Regions from separate parts of the Mus musculus genome. Here region 2 is linked to region 1. A link is a contact called in public promoter capture Hi-C data. All regions are on one chromosome and are shown on one strand. Each heading gives the region's core, a stretch centred on a gene start, on an enhancer-like site or on the middle of the called end of the contact. The rest is flanking DNA. Distances are from core to core; before and after follow the strand shown.

Region 1 (4,744 bases), core at 1,251-3,750:
CTCCAACCTGAGATGATGGTCTGTGGATGTATCTTTTTTGCAATTAAAGATTCTGCTTCCTGCCAATAAACAGATACACAAAAGAAAGAAAGGATTCCACTGTTGCTCAAACCACAGTCCCCATACTAAGGTGGAAGCGTCAGGCACTCTTACCCGGAGCAGCTCTGCGGCTAAGACAGTAACAGAGGTAGTGCCATCACCAACTTCATCATCTTGAACCCTTGACATATCTAGGAAAAAGTGAAATTATTTCTCCACATTACTAAATTCTCTTAAAACTTCCACAACAAGCGTAAACTCCATTAGTAATATGCACCTGACAAAATTTTGGAAGACCTTTAACCGTTAAATACTTTAGCTTGAATGTGCCTCACGAGTTCATGTAAATTAACCCCTAATCTTTTTCTGTCTCACCAAGTTAGGCCTTTTGTCACATTATGACAGCAAGAGAACTCACCAAGAAAGGGCCCACTTGGACTTGGCAGTTCAGCCAGACTGAGTTGTACCATTTAAAAATTGTGGTGGCAGCAGCCCCCCGTGGACTATGGGTAACAATGATACTTCTGACACTCATCTGACTAGCGATAAATGCCAATGGCCATCACTTAAGTAGCTGACAGCCTATCAGGGAATAAATTATTGGAAAATAACAACAAGCAAATCTTATACTCACCAACTAGAACCTTTGCTGCGGGGTTGTCCACACCAATGTTCTTGAGAATGGTAGCACCGTCGTTGGTCACCATCAGAGCGGCGTCTCGTCCACTGCTTAGGAGAATTTTGTCCTGAAAAGAAATATATTTCTGTCAAATTAAGGTCTAAGTACTTCTTCAAGAATACATGCAGATACCAAAACCTCTGGATAGTTAGTTGGCTACTAAATGTTTTCTATGCATGTATCCTACAACCAAACCTCAATGTGTAAAAAGCTTAGACATACAGGCAATACAAACTAGCTCTGCTACACTGTCACAAGACAGCAATGGAAACAAATATCCCAGAACACTATATGACAGTTAAACACACTAAAAGCAGATACACATAAACAAAAAACAGTATGTTACTTTAAAAATGTGTTGCAAAAATATGTAACATGATAAACTTACCTATAAGTGAACAGAAAAATACCAGCTACAGTGTACTTAGATATAATAATAAATAAATCTAAAAAAGAAAAAGAAAAAAAGAAAAAAGAAAAGAAAAATACCAGCAAGTTTTGTAAATGGTAACACTTGCTGCCACTGGAGAGGGATGTGAGATTGGGGATGGTAACACAGGAGAACGGTTTATAATTTGTAAGTTTTAGATTAAAAAACATAAATAAGAACATTGTTACTATCTACATTTACACCAAAGGCTTTAAACCATTATTAAAATTTTGGCCAGCCACTACTACGCAAGACCGCAGGAAAGCAAAATTAGAAACAAACAAAAGAAACTTCTAAAAATTCCCTATCTTTCTTACCATGCCCTTCGGTCCCAAAGTGCTCTTCACCAAGTCTCCAATGGCGATGGCACCGATAAACGACGACTTAAATTATAAAAGAAAAATCAGAAAAGGCGGTCAGAATTTACCCTCACAAAGCGTTGGATTTTATCATTTAAAAGCAACAGACGGGCTTACCAGGCGAGCTGTCTCGGCCCTCTCTTCATCAGCTCCAGCCTTGAAGATATTAACAGGTGCGAGGGAAAGGGAAGCCTAAGAGAGGAAGCCAACACACGCCGTTTGAATGCCAGTACTCGTTAACACCCGTCCAGGGCCTCTCACTAGATCGGGAAGTAGATTATCTAAAGGAAAATTGGTTTACCATCTAATTTCAGGAATCCGTCCTGGGAGTGGGGTATTTACTTAAATGGGGAGAGGGACGCTCATATGGGCGCCAGGAATAAATCATCACACCGACCCACTGGTCTGAATGGCAAAACTAAAGGCAACATTGGGCCGGTCGAGCACGGACCAACATAGCTACCTAGCTACCCTCCATCTTCCGCAGGCAAGCACGGCCACTCGCCCTTCCAGCCCCGCCCCGAAGAGGGCGGAGCCAGCAGGTCCTGCTAGAAACTTCTTCACTTGGGGTGAGGACCGGGGGTCGCCAAGGTCCCCTAGCCGAGAAACAGCCCTGATCTTACAAAGAGATGCTGACTTAGTGTGCGTTCCCCCTTCCCGTCCCGCGCGGAGAGCTCGGTCACCCGGTCCCACGCAGGCCTCATGCCCGGCCCGAGCCATGTGCGGAGGGGCCAGGAGGCGGCCGCTCGGAGCCTGCGACTCCGGTTAGACAAGAGGACCAGCGGGGCGGCAGGACACAGCGGGGCGGAGCAGGGAGCCTAAGTCCTTGGCCGAAAGCTAGGCTCACCATGGTTCCGACGGATTCCGCGTAGAGGAGAGAACCCCTCACAATCCGCGCCGGGAAGCCAGGCCGGGGAAAGAGAGAAAGGCGGAAGTGACGACACGCTCCGCCGCGGGGGGCGGAGCCGGACGCACGGGTTTCCGCCTCCTGCGTGGCGGGCTGGGCCGGAAGCGTAGCGGCTCGCTGGAGAAGGGGCGGGACCTCAGTTGGTGGCGGAAATCATTGAGCTGTGGGCGGGGCTAGGGGCGGGGCCAGGGGCGGGCTGCTTTAGAATAGAACTAGAGAACAAAGAGACAATGTACCGCGCGGGTTGCCGCGGAAACCAAGTTCCTGCTGACATATATTTTTAAAATATAATCTTTCAAAATTTGTTTTAAGGTCAGACGTACATTTTCAAGTGTTGCACACTAATCATTTCTATTATTTACCCTTCCTGGAGGCAACCATTCCCATTTTCGTGCTTATTTTTTCCTTTGGGAAAGTTATTTATCAATAGATTACTAAATGATTTTTTTATAAAGGAGTCTTCATTTAATCTTTCAGACATGATCTGACTGTGTAGCTCTGGCTTAGCTCGGAACTCACGTTGTGGACCCAGGCTGGCCATTCTGGGATGCTGCTTCTGCCCTACCTCAGCTTCATTTGTTTTCTCGGGGGGGGGGGGGGGCACCCTAATATAACTTACATGACTTCAAAGCAGAGATCAAGTCCTAAATATTCCAGTTTATCAAAAATAGTTTTCTCGGGAGCTGGAGCTATGGCTCAGCGGTTAAGAGCACTGACTGCTCTTCCAGAGGTCCTGAGTTCAATTCCCAGTAACCACATGGTGGCTCACAGCCATCTGTAATGGGATCTGATGCCCTCTTCTGGTGTGTCTGAAGACAGCTACAGTATACTCATATAAATAATAAATAAATAAAACCTTTAAAAAAATTAGTTTTCTCGGGCTGGCGAGATGGCTTAGCAGTTAAGAGCACTGATGGCTCTTCCGAAGGTCCTGAGTTCAAATCCCAGCAACCATAGGTTGGCTCACAACCACCTGTAATGAGATCTGATGCCCTCCTCTGGTGCGTCTGAAGAGTCAGCTACAGTGTACTTATGTATAATAATAAATAAATCTTTGGCTCAGAGCGAGCAGGAACTGAGTGGAGTTGACCAGAGCAAGCTGAGGTCCTAAAAATTCTATTCCCAAGAAGGCTCGCAACCATCTGTACAGCTACAGTGTACTCACATAAATAATCTTTTAAAAAAAGAGAGAAATGGTTAAAACATACATAGTCTAGGGAAAAGCCCCAAAACTAATGCAAAAAAAAAAAAAAAGTTTTCTCGGCGCTAGCGAGATGGCTCAGCGGTTAAGAGCAGTGGCTGCTCTTCCTGGGGTGCAGAGTTCAATTCCCAGAAACTCCATGGAGACTCACAACCATCTAATGCCCTCTTCTGGCATGCAGGTATACATGCAGATAGAGCACTCATTCATATATATATATATATATATATATATATATATATATATATATATTACATAAATCATTTTTTAAAAGATTTCTCTTGGAATTGGAGAGATGGCCGAGGGTTAAGAGAACTGACTGCTCTTCCAGAGGTCGAGTTCAATTCCCAGCAACCACGTGGTGACTCACAAACATCTGTAATGGGATCCCATGCCCTTTTCTGGTGTGTCTGAAGACAGCGACAGTGTACTCACACACATAAATAATTCTTTAGAAAATATTAATTTTTGCCGGGCGTGGTGGCACACGCCTTTAATCCCAGCACTCGGGAGGCAGAGGCAGGCAGATTTCTGAGTTCGAGGCCAGCCTGGTCTACAAAGTGAGTTCCAGGACAGCCAGGACTACACAGAGAAACCCTGTCTCAAAAACACCAAAAAAAAACAAAAACAGAAAATATTTTTTTCTCTTTACTCTTGACACCTAAGGCAAAGCTCTCGTGCTTAAAAAAAGAATGTTAGTTTTCCTTTTATCCACTGGTAGGTAGCATTTATCTCTCTGATCACTTAGCAAGTACTTATATTTCTGATACTTGCCGACACTCAGTCATTTTCCATTTTTAGTTATTTTTACCCTTAGATATAGTAAACTAATTTATATTGAGTTGGCAAGCTATGGAGAGTCAAATCTAGTTATCAACTGCTTATAAAGTCTTAAGCACTTAAAACTAATTATGTGTGCATGTGTATGTGTAGACATGTAAATGCCAGAGGACAACTTGGAGAAACCAGTTTTGTCCTGCCATCACAGCTCCCGGGCCCTGAACTCAGGTTGTCAAGCTCAACAGCAAACGCCTTTACCCACGGAGCCTGTTTCTTAACTTTTATTTCTCTCTGTGAAATCTCCATGTGCATGTAGGTGCTGGCGGAGGTCAAAAGAGGGCATCAGATC
Region 2 (4,744 bases), core at 1,046-3,545, 78 kb before region 1:
GAGGAGGTTTCCCATAGCCTTTGGTTTGGCATGGGGTGGAGTTCCCTGTCCAATGGCATGCATCAAACTTTGCACACCTGAAATCCAAGTGACTGACCCAACCAGCTGCCTGGTTTAGAGCCATAGATGCCATCACGGAAGCCCAGGCTGGCTTAGTCCACCAGAGATGGAATAAAGTCCGGGTTCTCAGGACACTTACCATCAGGGAAACTTTACCTGTATGGTAAGAATCATTGTGAGTGTTGTTCACAAATCAACTGAACTGAGATATTCTGTTGTTGAGAAATTGATCAGTCAATGGAACCGGGGGAGACGCTCGGTCGGTAGAACAGTTGCCTTGGAAACGCTGAGTTCAATCCCAAGCCTCCACATGAAAAGCAATCAGGGTGGTGTCTGAGAGTTGGAGACAGGTAGGTCCCTAGGGCTCATGGTGGGCTAGCCTGGCCTACTGGGAGAGTTTTAGGCCACTAAAAGGTTCTGTCTCGAAACAAAACAGTGGACACTATATAAGATAATCCATTTGAATTTTTAAGCTTTGTTTAGCTATGTTGTTTTACTTAAGCTTTGACCTTAGTCATGTCCCCTCTGTATCTAACGGCATGCTCATGTAGGGATTGTCTACCACATCTTTGTAGCAGAAAAAGAACACTATGGGATACCTGGTGGCCTTCACCAACCCACAGTGCTTACACCGCACCTGCAAAGCATGCTGATTTCCTGGTTTTCTGTTAAGGCCACTGCAAATTACGCTGTTTGGGGGCCGCTACACATCTAGCCGGAGCGGGGAGGTATAGAGCCTGCAGTGTTTCCCTTTTGTACACACAAGGGTTTATAGAAGTTCAAATTCCATAACGCTCACCAAATCTGAAAACTGTTTACAATATTGCAGGTCTAACCGCCCACTTTCTCCGCAGTACAGATGTAAGATGTGGCATACGACGTTTGCATTCTGCATGTTCACAAATCCCCCGTGGTACTCAAAGCTGTGGAAGTGTGATAACCAAACAGTAACAAGATCCAGTACCCGTTAATGGAGCCCCAGGGGTGCGATCAGTTAGCACACAATTACTAAATGAATATTCATTATTCACAGGACCCCCGACCTGAAGTTAGCAACAAGAGGAACAGGGACAAATAAGCCAGCAATACAAATAAGCCAGAAAAATTAATCTGTCAGGACTCTAAAGCGCTTGCGGTTTGACCAAGTCGCTCACATGCACATAAGGTTGACTAATTCTTTAGAAATTTGAATTTTATGTATTCCTTTTTAGGGCTGTGGGGGAAGCATCCATTTGCTTATTTGTTTTGAGGCTATCCTGGAACTTACTGAATTGCCCAGGCTACCCTTGAACTCAGGGTAAGTCTCCTGCTTCAACTTTCCCATCAATAGGATTACAGTCATGACCCACCAGGCATAGCCTAGTCTTGATTTTTATAATATTTTATTCTACATGTTTCTCTACAAAAACTATTTTTTGCTATTCTCTTTAAGCTTGTGGTGTAATGACAGGTGGAAAAATTACCTCAGAAAGTTAACAGGGTCTCAGGAAATGACCCTCAGATTAATTAATTAGTCTATCACCTACAGAACTCAGATGAGCAGCCTCTTTTAAGAAAGAAAATATCTATTATTATAAATCTGAAAGAAACCATCTCGAATAACAAGCTTTTCTGGTTAACCATGGGAGAAACATAATAAGACAGAGGGTTACAGTTTTCCACTGCACCAGGCCATCACATAATTCTCTGTGCACTTCTAAAACACACACCACACACACATACACCACACACACACATACCACACTCACATGTACACCACATACTTACCATACAAATATACTCACATCCTACACATACATGCATGCACATATGGATGTGCGTGCACACACATATATAAACCACACACATGTACACACACACATGTACACAATACACATGAACACATACACACCTATACACCATACACATATATACAACACACATGCACTTACATACATACACACACACACACCTATATACCACACACATCTATACACCATACATATCTATACACCATACACATGTACACATACACACCTATATACCACACATGTACATAAATGTACTCATACCCTAGACACACATGCATGCACACACACATATATACCACACATACACATACTACACATGCACATAAATATACTCACATCCTAAACACACACACACACACACACTCTTGCTGCTTTTAATGGAAGAGCATTCTCAAGATCTCTCAGAAGATCAGAATTCTTGCTTTCATTCCTGTCTGCCCCAGTGTATGGCTCCATAAGAATTTATTCTTCATTTCATGCACAAAAAGACTGTCCTAATCCCCTCTTTGGCTACTGGAGTATGTTCAGACCTTTTCAGTAGAAAAAGGCTTTTCTTCCTTGATCCCAGGCCAGAGTTGAAATGAATCTTAACTGGACTTAAATGGCCCAGCATCCTCCCGCCACCGCCGCTGACTTCTTGTTCAAAGGGGTACTTTGGGCGGCAGGTGGAGTTATAATTATAGATTAGAAAAAAGCACCATCAGCAGCTGTCACTTCTGTTTGTCCCCAGCTATAACTGTCATCAGTGGGCAAACTGGCACAGACAGGCCTCTGCAAGTGGAAAAACATTTAACCCTGGACTCACTACACGCTGGATCGCCACAGCAGCAGGAGAACTAGGAGGAAACCCAGCTGGTCACCAGTGAGGGTGGAAGCCGGCACCTCTTCAGGGACGGCAGATCGTTTGAAGATTTCTCTTCCCTTGAGAGACTCCAAAGAAATAGGTTAGTGCGCGAGCCGGCTTCTGCACTTGAACGTGACCTTATGCTTGGTGGGCGTCGGGTTTCGGACAGAGCCTGAACTGAGGGTGAAGGAGTGAATGGAAGAAAAGGGGATTGGTTAGAGGCTGTCCCTTGACGGGGCCTGCCTGGAGAAGAGCTTAGGACATTGCTGTTCTGTTCTCCCCTGTCGCTGAGTTCTCCCGAGGCAGAGAGACAAGGTGGCGATCTCAAAGCGAAGCCTGTTTTAGGGCAGGCACCCCACCCTTCTGTGGTGTCACCTACTGACTTAGGCAAAGGGCCCTGGTTTGTTTAATTAAAATCAACAACCATGGAGGACAAATCAGCACTTTGCTGTTGTTGCTGTGGATACAGCTGCCAGCTCTTACGTCCTTAGAGAAACTGGATAAATCACAGTTGGATATTTGCCTGTCTAAATGAAACATTCTCTTATTTGTGATAGAATGTGTGATATAAATCGCTCTACGGGGGGAAAAAAATATGCTCTAGGGTTTGTTTGGTTGGGTTTTTGTGTGGGTGTGTGTATTATAATTTTGACCTAAAATCTATCAGCCTGTGTTGCTCTGTGAGAAGTTCTTTGTAGTTCCTTTGGAGAAAAGTTAACATTTTAAAGAGATCTCCTTTTGTTTGCATGTGACCTATACTACCCAGTTAGCTGAGTAAGGTTTCCAAACAAAGGTCGGCTTTGAGCCATCTATTCGAAGTCCGATGGCACATCTCAGTGAGAAGCCGAGGCATGCCAGGGAGCTCAAAGAAAACTGGGATTAGGCCCCATTCTCATCCTGCCCACGTCCACGAAATGAATCCAGAACAAGGTGTTCTAAATTACAGACACACTAGGGATGTAGCACACATGAGACAGTGCCTGCCCAGCACACACAAGACTCGGTGCCAAGCAAAACGCTAAGTAAATACTACATACAGTGGCGGTGGTACAGTCCCACAATTCCAGCGCTCACTGGAAATGGAGCAAAAGTTCAAGGCCAGGTTCAAGGTCAATGTGGGATGACCCTGTCTTCCAAAATAAGAAAGAAAAGACTCAGTTTGTTTGTCTCTGATTATTTCATTGAGACTTTCCAAGGGGAAAGTGTAGCCTTTTTAATATCAAGTTTACGGCTCCCTTTGAAAGGTACAGAATTCCGACTGTACACCCTGAGAGCTGCTGAGAGACTCACATCTCAGGAAGATACCCCCACCCCCCGACACACCCAAGTAGCCCATCTGTTAAACTGCTCTGGGGGCCGGGCTTCCTCCTGACAATCGCTCCTGGTTCCTAAGAAGGGATCAATAACTTTTTCCTCTTAGGAAGTTTAAAGGTGAAATCAATATTTCTTTAAGGATTTTAGCAGACACTGGCCCAAACAACGAGTATAGCCACTGCTTTTTAAAAACATCATCAGTTTAGCAAACCAATTTCCTAAATCCTCCTGCGACTAAGAAGTGGCTAGTATGCCTCATGTGCTAATGTTGATTATGTATTGGGCAAAAGCTACAGACTCTAAAATAATGCTTATCGAATGCAGAAATGTCAGGGCTTCTAAAAACAGTCTTTCTAGGGACCATCTTCTTCTCCTTCTGTGTCAGATTTAGTGCCGAGATGCTAGATGGTGATACGGTATTATCTACAAGTTCTAAACTATGAGAGGAGTGCGTGATGCATGGAGGGTGGGTCAGCTGATTAGTTTTTGGCTTTAGTTTCCTTTGGTTAAGAAAGAAAGGGAAAGTGTATGCCTGTGTTGACATCCAACTTTGCTTTTCACTCGTGTTTTGTCTTCTTGCTCTTCTAGAACAAAACCACCCACGATGACTGTCACTTACTCCAGTAAAGTAGCAAATGCAACATTTTTTGGATTTCATAGGTTGCTTCTCAAGTGGAGAGGTAGTATCTACAAGCTGCTGTACAGGGAATTTATTGTTTTTGCTGTTCTTTACACA

What was found. Capture Hi-C pulls out chosen DNA fragments and counts their contacts.
Region 2: a contact with region 1 is called in a promoter capture Hi-C map of adipose tissue. The contact joins the promoter of Best3 here to the promoter of Cct2 in region 1. A contact is called at or near these places in 3 of 39 promoter capture datasets (cranial neural crest, liver and maxillary cranial neural crest), 1 of 484 Hi-C or Micro-C datasets (embryonic stem cells) and 3 of 9 other capture datasets (adipose tissue, liver and pancreatic islet).

The regions. Positions count from the first base shown.
Region 1 is chr10:117,061,352-117,066,095 of GRCm38.p6, forward strand. Cct2 (chaperonin containing Tcp1, subunit 2 (beta)) reads right to left here and starts at 2,501. Exons shown (of 16, transcript NM_007636.3): 1 at 2,355-2,501; 2 at 1,625-1,699; 3 at 1,466-1,531; 4 at 674-785; 5 at 154-230; 6 at 1-59. The coding sequence starts at 2,357.
Region 2 is chr10:116,984,019-116,988,762 of GRCm38.p6, forward strand. Best3 (bestrophin 3) reads left to right here and starts at 2,296. Exons shown (of 10, transcript NM_001007583.1): 1 at 2,296-2,794; 2 at 4,597-4,744. The coding sequence starts at 4,613. It overlaps Gm46182 (a long non-coding RNA gene), which reads right to left and starts at 2,745. Exons shown (of 3, transcript XR_001779645.1): 1 at 2,656-2,745; 2 at 860-983; 3 at 1-364.